Regions from separate parts of the Gasterosteus aculeatus genome. Here region 1 is linked to region 2. Evidence: chromatin contacts called from public Hi-C data. All regions are on one chromosome and are shown on one strand. The core of a region is the stretch at or near the end of the contact, and the rest is flanking DNA. Distances in the headings are between cores, read along the strand shown.

Region 1 (4,395 bases), core at 1,181-3,680, 44 kb after region 2:
CGTTGTCCAAATCTTACGCGCAGAGACAGAGGCGAGAAGAGGAGACACGGTGCTAATTAAATCTTCTGAAGAGAGGATGTCGCATCTTTTCTCTCTCTGTGTCTGAATCAAATGCTCACAGTTCTTTGAAATCAAATTACCGGATTAGAGGGGTGAAAAAGAATTAGAGTGATATTTCCTTTTTTTTAATGTAAAACAGAACATATTTTGGCAGTCAAGGCTGTGCAAATGATCCGCTAGGAATGACTATTCTGAGTCAGCAACAATTTTTTGTGTGTGAGCGGGGAGGGGGGGGGGGGCTTTAAGACATCACAGAATGTATGTTTTTGTGTCTAGCAAAGTGGGAACAATCCATTCAAAAAGACACTTTGACCCTCCTCCTGGATGGCTCCTCGGTGCTCAGAAGCATTCTGGGAGATGTAATACCTCCAGCATGCTATAAGACACACACCTGAACTGACTAAGCAAGACTTCTCAAGGCTAGCAGATGATAAATGCAGTTGTTGGCCTTTAGTTGGTCAGTGCACCATTTTTCTGGAAATTGCCCAACAGCGTATACGTTGATTTAAATGGCCTTGTTGCTTGCATTTATGAATTATGCACAAAAATGTGTTGTCGTTTGTTAATGCTCCCTTTATTATACCTTTCATGGAGTATATTTTTTTAAAGATTACATGTTTTCATTGTTATGGCATGTCATAAAACATTTGAATCATGTTTTTTTGTTTTTTTTAAATGGGACAAATTGAAATCTTGACCAGATGGCGGTGAGAGAAACACTATGTCTGGACACAGTTTAATAGCAATCCATCCTATACTTGCATATATATTCCAGTCTGGACCGAAGAGGGGAATGGTTGAAGTTTCTTGGTTTTTCTTCTTTTTTTAATGTAGCTGTGTGTGTGTGTGTGTGTGTGTGTGTGTGTGTGTGTGTGTGTGTGTGTGTGTGTGTGTGTGTGTGTGTGTGTGTGTGTGTGTGTGTGTGTGTGTGTGTGTGTACCTGTCATGAGCCGAGACACAAAGGTCTCAGTGAGCTGCAGGAGGCCGTGATCAATGTACTGCAGGAAGGTGTGATGAGGAAGGCAACGCACCGCGAACACGGCTAACAGGGTGTGATAGCCTGCGGAGACACACAGGGACAATAGTGGGGCAGATGAGGGGGAAAGGAGGGAGAAACTTGTTAAAGTGAAAGAGTAAAGCGAGTCTTCAGCCGCGCTCGCGGCACTTTGAGCTTCGTGCCATCGTGGCCGAGTGATTGCTCTTTTTTCTATTCTCCAAAAGAGACTCAGAGATGGGCGGCTGTTTTACAGCTTCACACCCAATTTACACACACGTTTACACCTGCAACCCTTCAGGGCCGCTGTCTTTCTCTCTTGTTGCCCAACAAGGATTCCAACCTGCAGGCAATCTCCTCCAGAGCAACTAGAAAGAATGTGTGTAATTGGAGGTGGATTTATACAGCAGACGCTGAAAAATTAACTCAAATCATTCAAGATGTACTCACACTCTGCTCTGCTAATGTTTAACATATTGTTGGTTACATTAGTGCCGACGAGAGCGGGGCTCTCGTCCCTCAGTGCAAACACACTTTGTTATTCCGCGGGAGACGGACTGTGTGTGTGTGTGTGTGTGTGTGTGTGTGTGTGTGTGTGTGTGTGTGTGTGTGTGTGTGTGTGTGTGTGTGTGTGCGTGCGTGCGTGCGTGCGTGCGTGCGTGTGCAGATGGTACCTGGAGGGAGGGGTAGGCACAGACCCCTCGTGGCTTCCAGGATCCGAAACATGAAGTGAAACACCGACCACTCGGCTGGAGTGCCCTGTCGCTTGCTGGAACACGCACATGCACACGCACGTGAAAGATTTGTGCAAGAATGTTATTTCATGTGCGTGCACAAGTGAAGAGAAGTAACAGACAGTTTGCTCATGTGGACGCACACACAGCGGGGAGTGATGGAAAGTCTGGAGCGCACATGCGTGAAGGTGAATACACACACACACACACACAGACGGTGCTTTATACTTTACATTAATCAGAAACTTTAAAGGAGACACACTCGGACGAGGGAGGGCTACTCACAGGCACAAAACACGAGGGCCCAGTTTGTGCTTCAGCCAGACTGACTCCAGCATGTGTCTGATGAGCTCCAGCTAAGGACACACACACAAACACACAGAGACACACACACACACACACACATGCAGGGAGATGCTCAATTAGATTAAAATGAAACAAGGCATTTTTCTGCTCTGACGACACTTTTTTTCTTGTGAAAACGCACTTTGTTCAATGATCGGTACCCACCCTTCCCTTTTTTTTCTTTTTCCTACTTCCCATATTGATTTCCACAGAAAGAAAAAGCTGTGCACTCCGGAGTGGAACAAACGTCAAACACGCGCCCACATGGTTTCGCAACACGTCTTTCCGGGTGCAGGAACATCTGAAATGCACGCAAATCACTTGGAAAGCGCCCGCAGAGACACGCACGTTACGCGCGGCTCTGGTCCACGCACCACCCTCCTCTCGTCTCCTGTAGAATAACAGGAAGACGAGCCTGACACTAGTGGAAAACCGTCCCCCGATGTCCTCCACTGACCGCAGAGAAATTCAATTAGTTAGCATTTATGTACCCAACATTTACCCAACATGGCCAAAATGTAAAGACGGACATAATTATTTTCCCTGTTGTGGTTTTCTTTATTTCTCCTGCACAGATTGAATGTATTGTTTAGCTTCTTGTTTTACACATCCTTCATTCAGCTTCATATGGTCTGTACACATGCTTGGTCAATTCGCAGGTTAAGAATTAGAATTTAGAGAAGTATCACTTTTAAAACTGTGATTTTCTTACTTCTCCAACTAACATCTTGTGTGCTCGTGGTTAATGTAATCCAGGCCCCTGAAGACTATTAAAAGGGATAGAAATATGTAGCAGAGACTTCTTTTGTGCTGAAAACAAAAGCCACACACTCGCGCACACACTATCCCCAGTGTGAATTTCTATGAGAATCAAATCAGGAATCAGCAATTTATCTTAATGAACCTCGGCCCGGCAAAGAGACTTGATATACTTGGTGTGGTTGAATAACCTTGGGTATAGCAACTTTCTTTCTGCACAATTGTGCAGCCTTTTGCAATTAATTCCATATTCCTAACCAGCAATTCGTATTCAGCTATTAGCGAGTTGTTCTTTGCACAGACGTTGGCTGTTATGAAAATGTACCTCAGCTGTGCACAGCAACGGAGACAAGAAATAAATAACTGTGACGATAATGTGCTGCGGAGCGAGTAATCTATCATAGCAGGAGTTCCCCTGCTCTTAAAAGCTGTAATCTATTTCACCCCCAACTTCTCCCCCGTGTCAACGCAGCCATTAGTCTCAATAAGCCCCGACAAGTGAGGTAGATATTCTTTATTTTGTGGAGGGGAAGTCGGCCCTCCTTGAAAATGTACCTCCCTGAGTTTTTAAAGCATGAGTCAGCCCGATGCGTACGCACGCCGCGCGGCAGTTGAGTAACTCGACTCTGCGGGAAACCAAGACGTCCCTGAGAGACGTCTCTCATAGGCCTTTCTGTGTGTGCGAGCGCGTGTTTTAATAAACCCCCCCCCGCTCCCTGGACGGGAAACCTTTTTCATTTTCGCTCCCCTGAATAAATTCAATAATAACCCCGTTCGCCGGGATGCGAGGCGCAAGGAAGATGACAGACGTGCCTTTTTTTTTTCTATTTCTTTCATTGGGAGTAAAAAACTCATAAGCCTGTCGCGCGGAGCTGAACCGCCGACCCCCGTTCAGCCGAGAGCAGGCGGGATTTGTTTGGTCTCTGCTACCCGGTCATTTGCAATTCCACAAAGTCCCGGAAACGTGATGCTTCCTGATTTCGATTCAATTCCAGCCTTACCCTTGTCCTAATTTAATACGGTTGTGTTGATATATGCTCCCTGTCTGCTTTCGGTGGGCTGCTGGCTGTGAAGGGATTTACCTCCCAGGAATACTAAAGACCGACTTTACAGAACCAAGTAACCCGATTGGGGTACTGAGACGGAGAGAGGGGTGATGTCTTTCCACTCGGTTACGCAGGTCCCACATGCAAACGCTGTAGTGATATTCATAGATATTCCTCCATCACACACACACACACGCTGCCCCAGAGCGGTTGAGGGACGCATGTCGTAAGCAGAGGGCTGTTTTGTTTCGGGGGGACCCAAAGCGGCGACCCCGCTGTGATCCACGGAGCGCGCGTCCATCTGTCAAACCGTTTAAGGAGAGCGGAGGACTCGCTGCCTCTTCCACCGAGCGATGCTGGCGGTGAGTGGCACTTAACCTTGCAGGGGAAAAGAGTAAGGGCAAACATTAAATAAACATAAGTCGGAGAACGGCGTGCGGCTAAATATAAAAAAAAA
Region 2 (4,163 bases), core at 263-2,762:
CAAAATAGGAGTATTAGCAGATCTATATAATGTCTGGGTGAAATAAATCTGCTTTAAGGACAAGGCTTGGTTAGCCTGTGCATGCTACTTATAGAATAGGTACAGCCACACTTTTACATAAACACCGGCATGCAAAAGTTACAACAATAAAATGACAGCAGGTATAATGTTCACCCTCTTAGTTTGTTGTCTAACATGCCAATGTAGCACTAAACGAATGCTGAGGCTGTGGTCATTTCATGTTTTGCAGGTATTTACTCATCAATGATGGTGGAGCGAGACGAAAAGTGGAAAGATCACCTTTGTTATTCATCATGAAGGGGGCATGAATCCTAAACGGAGCTCTTTAAAGTCGTGCCACTGCATGTACCTCCGGCCACCTTGCCATCTTTTCAATTTACAGTAGGCTATACTGCTTCAACCCTGCCAACTGCCCCCGCTGAGTGACTCAACATTCATCATCAACATCTGCTGCTGATGAACCCATGAAGCTCGAGTCAGCCCTTTTGGTTAACATGGTGGAACAGTGTTTTATAAAACACACAGTCAGCAGTTTTTATTAGTTTAACTGAGGGCAAAAACGTTAAAGCAACACCGGAAAATAGGTATTTAAGAACTATAACGGTACAGTTTAAGTATATAAATGACTGGATTAGCAACAAACAGTAACCTGAAGCAAAAGCTCTCAGGGTCCTTCTTCTGATGCCTCATACTTGTTCTTACCCCAAATAGCTGTGACTCTTGGCTTCATGCTTTATTTAGCCAATGTGATTACTAGCAGCACAAGAAGGGACACATTTCCAAAACAAGCATATTCCCATTTTTAGAAGGAATTCAGTGTTAATTTTGGAAACCTCTGCCAGGGAAATTCAAATAACAGGCCTGGTTGATTTCATCTGCAATTACAATTGGTAAAACGCATTATAGTATAAAACATAATATGTTAGGTCTTAAGTAAAGAATGGAAGTAATTATTCTATATACGAAAATAATAGCACCGTCCTTCATGTCATTTATACAGGCTGAAGTTGGAAAATGAGGAGATGGATTTTTTTATCTTATATTAAAAAACAAAATTTTCCATTAAAAATAAGAAAAGTCAGTGTAGAATTTGTCGAACTAAACTACTTTCCTGCACACAATGACCCACTCACCTTCACGGCATTGAAAGACACTCTTAAGCCGCGTGGTTTTGTGAACTTTTGTATAAAATAAATGAATAAGTAATGCTAAAAAACGCCCTTGAAAAGCGGGGCCATTTATTCACTAAACTAAACGAAAAGTGGGAAACACAGTCTCCCATGATTTAGATTCAAGGCTCATCATAATATTAAGGAGAAGGAGCTTTATTTTTGCTTTCACCCACACGTGTTCGCGGTCTGCTGACGGCGGATGCTGCGATGATGCGCAGGTGAAGATCCTGGTTAATTACTATTTACCGCCACCTGCTGGACAGTCACCGCAAGTATATAAAAAAGTAAAAAGTCTGGGATTGTTTTGTTTGGGTGTTTCACATTTAAAAATTAAAATAGGCCTACGGGTGTATTATAAACTGGCAACTTTATGGACAAATGCTATATATTGCGTATTCATAAATAAGCAATGAATAAATACGGGACTTGAAACTAGGGATTCAGGGTTTAGTTGCTATGGTGAGAACAACAAAACATTCAACCGGAAATAAATCTGCGACTTGAGTTTTGCAAAGATTAACTAGCTGTAACCTTATTCACGCTGCCTAATGCGTTGGGATGGTTTGACGTTTTACAAGACTAAAGGACAGAGACGTCGAGACGCGTGCGAGGATTCGAGACATTCAAAAGTAAGACTTTTACACGAACTTTTTATTTCTCTGTTTTGCAGACGTTTTGCAGACGAACACCGACAAACTGCCGTTTCTCGGCGTCGTAAAATAGCGCGTGCGGTTTATATTAACCTATTCACTCAGTCTGTACTGTGTCGTCATGACTTTTATTATTTTTTTCTGTGTAGTTTATGCAACAAAAAATACTTAAATTCCTCAAAATTAACTTTAAATGGACCAGTGTGCCTTGGCCAGCATTTCCGGTTTGCGACTGCACCCTTTGCATCAAATTCTTCTTCATTTTTTGGAAGTAGCCTTACTCACCTCTGAGGGAGTTACACTGAGAGTATAGATATGAACCACACCTTAGAGGTTTCTTTAATATCCATACCCAATTACATTGCTTTGTCCATCTTCCCTCCGCTCACCCAACTCACAATGTGGGCATAGACAGAAGTTTGGTTGATGGACTGTATCCTTTTTTTTAATGTTTTGCATTAGTGAGTCTATTCGAGGAGCAGAAAGATAGCAGCAATCCCAGAGAAGTGGAGTTTGAAGAAGAGGAGCATGAGGAGAGGGGAATGGGGGGCCACCCTCTGGTGGCCCTTGCACCTGATGTTGCATCCCCAGAGGAGGCGCAGCCCTCCGCTAGCACTGATGTCACCGCCAGCCCCGCTTTCCAGTGCATAGAGGAGGTAAGATGCATTTCATGATAAATGATCACATTTCTTGTGAACGGCATTTCGGAAATGGTTACATTACCAACAAAACAACATTTGGTCCAGCTAAAGTGATGCGTAGACTATCACTCGATACTGTGCGTGGACGTGTGGGATGTGATTGAACAAAAAGTCAACTATTGGAACTGGAAAGCATCGTGTGGATGAGCACGGTACCTTTTTATTAACTTGTCACATAAAGGTGAACAGACATTAAAGTCACAAGCCCACGGTGTGGTCGTTTATCTTGCGTGAAGTCACTTTTGATTGAATAGTTTTATTGAGTGGGCCCCTAATTAACCCATCTGTTACGGGTGTGCAGCACCTCATCCCTCAATTCTTACAGGCGTCAAAAAGCCCTCTTTTCTTCTCATGAATACTCAGGCTAAATGTGCATACGTTTATCAAGGATGAAATGGTTTTGCCAAAAAACGCAATATACACAGCAATGTAGTTAGAACTTAATTTATTTTTCACATAAAAAAGTGCATATCTTGTTGCATGATGGTTTAATATGAATGATAGAAAAGATCAATATTGTACACACACAAAGCTCCAAACACACACATAATTACTGTAAATGGTCACAACAATGCACACTTTATTGTTGCTTGGATGTCAACAAATGAGACCTTGTACTGTATGGTCTATGTGTTGTATAAAAGCATACCTCCCAGAATACAATAAATACTATACACGTCCTTAATTCTTCCCTTTCACAGTGTGTATATAGTGAATTACAGTTTTTTAACTTTAGGCGGCAGTATTGTACAGATGGTGAAGCGTGCAGCAGCTCAGTGCACGTGGAGATAATGGTGTAAATACAATTGGAAGGTTTCTGCTCCCTGGCTGCTCGCAAGAAGAATTTACTAGAGCACCAATGATGCAGAACACTTGGAAATGATCCGATAGAAATGTATATCAGGCGGCATATTTGGAGCGGGATGCTTTATATAGGACGACATTAGCAAAATTCCCCCAGTGTAATTAAACCAACGACACAGACGTCATTAGTGGTGCACTGCTGCCTGCCCCAAGTTTCTAGTATGTCACTTACTGTAGTTTATTTATTTTTAACAGTTTGACTCTAATCCCAGCATGAGGTTGTTACCCGGTGAATTTCACAGCAACTCCAAACTGTATCCTCAGCCCTCACATCCTCACTCACTTGATTGGCTGCTGTTAATTATGAAAGCATTTAGAGCGGCAAAAATGACAGCTCATTAGTTTTTACTACTACAGTGTGCTGTGCTGTGCCTGGGCTTCTAGCAGGAGGCAGCAGGACGCAAAGTGGAGAAATGTCAGAGAAACTGTGAAAAATCGTTCATGGTAACCCTCCGTATAACATTATAGCTCCTGCAGGAGGCTGGCCTTTACACTGCGTGTGTGTGTGTGTGTGTTTTAATTTTATTCGGCCATCGTTATTCATAGTCCATTGTCCTTTACGATCATCATTTGAATCCACTTTGAAGGCCACTCGCACTGCAGTGGGAAAACGTAATAGCACAGTTACATTTTTTTTCTCAATCATCTTGGTTGTCGCTGCATTTACATGGTCAGAAGGACTTTTCAGGTGTCTACTAATATGTGCACAAAATGCTTGCCTATGCTCATGTGTGTGACTTTTGACTTGTGTTTGC

The links. A called contact is a pair of places that touch in the nucleus more often than the background predicts.
Region 1: a Hi-C map of whole body shows a contact between it and region 2, with 3 times the contacts expected there. The contact joins the enhancer-like site here to the promoter of ccdc146 in region 2. A contact is called at or near these places in 4 of 6 Hi-C or Micro-C datasets (liver, skeletal muscle, tail fin and 1 more).

What each region holds. Positions count from the first base shown.
Region 1 is chr4:29,113,726-29,118,120 of fGasAcu3.hap1.1, forward strand. It overlaps gsap (gamma-secretase activating protein), which reads right to left. Exons shown (of 32, transcript XM_040173661.2): 26 at 2,074-2,144; 27 at 1,729-1,823; 28 at 1,001-1,120; 29 at 1-12. Among protein-coding and RNA genes, the nearest start is that of gsap, 16 kb to the right of the region's middle. Within about 2 kb of position 2,431, at least 2 of the 9 cell types and tissues checked have open chromatin away from gene starts, as enhancers often do.
Region 2 is chr4:29,070,765-29,074,927 of fGasAcu3.hap1.1, forward strand. ccdc146 (coiled-coil domain containing 146) reads left to right here and starts at 1,513. Exons shown (of 23, transcript XM_040173653.2): 1 at 1,513-1,822; 2 at 2,306-2,499. The coding sequence starts at 1,822. fgl2a (fibrinogen-like 2a) reads right to left here. Exons shown (of 5, transcript XM_078101845.1): 5 at 2,973-4,163.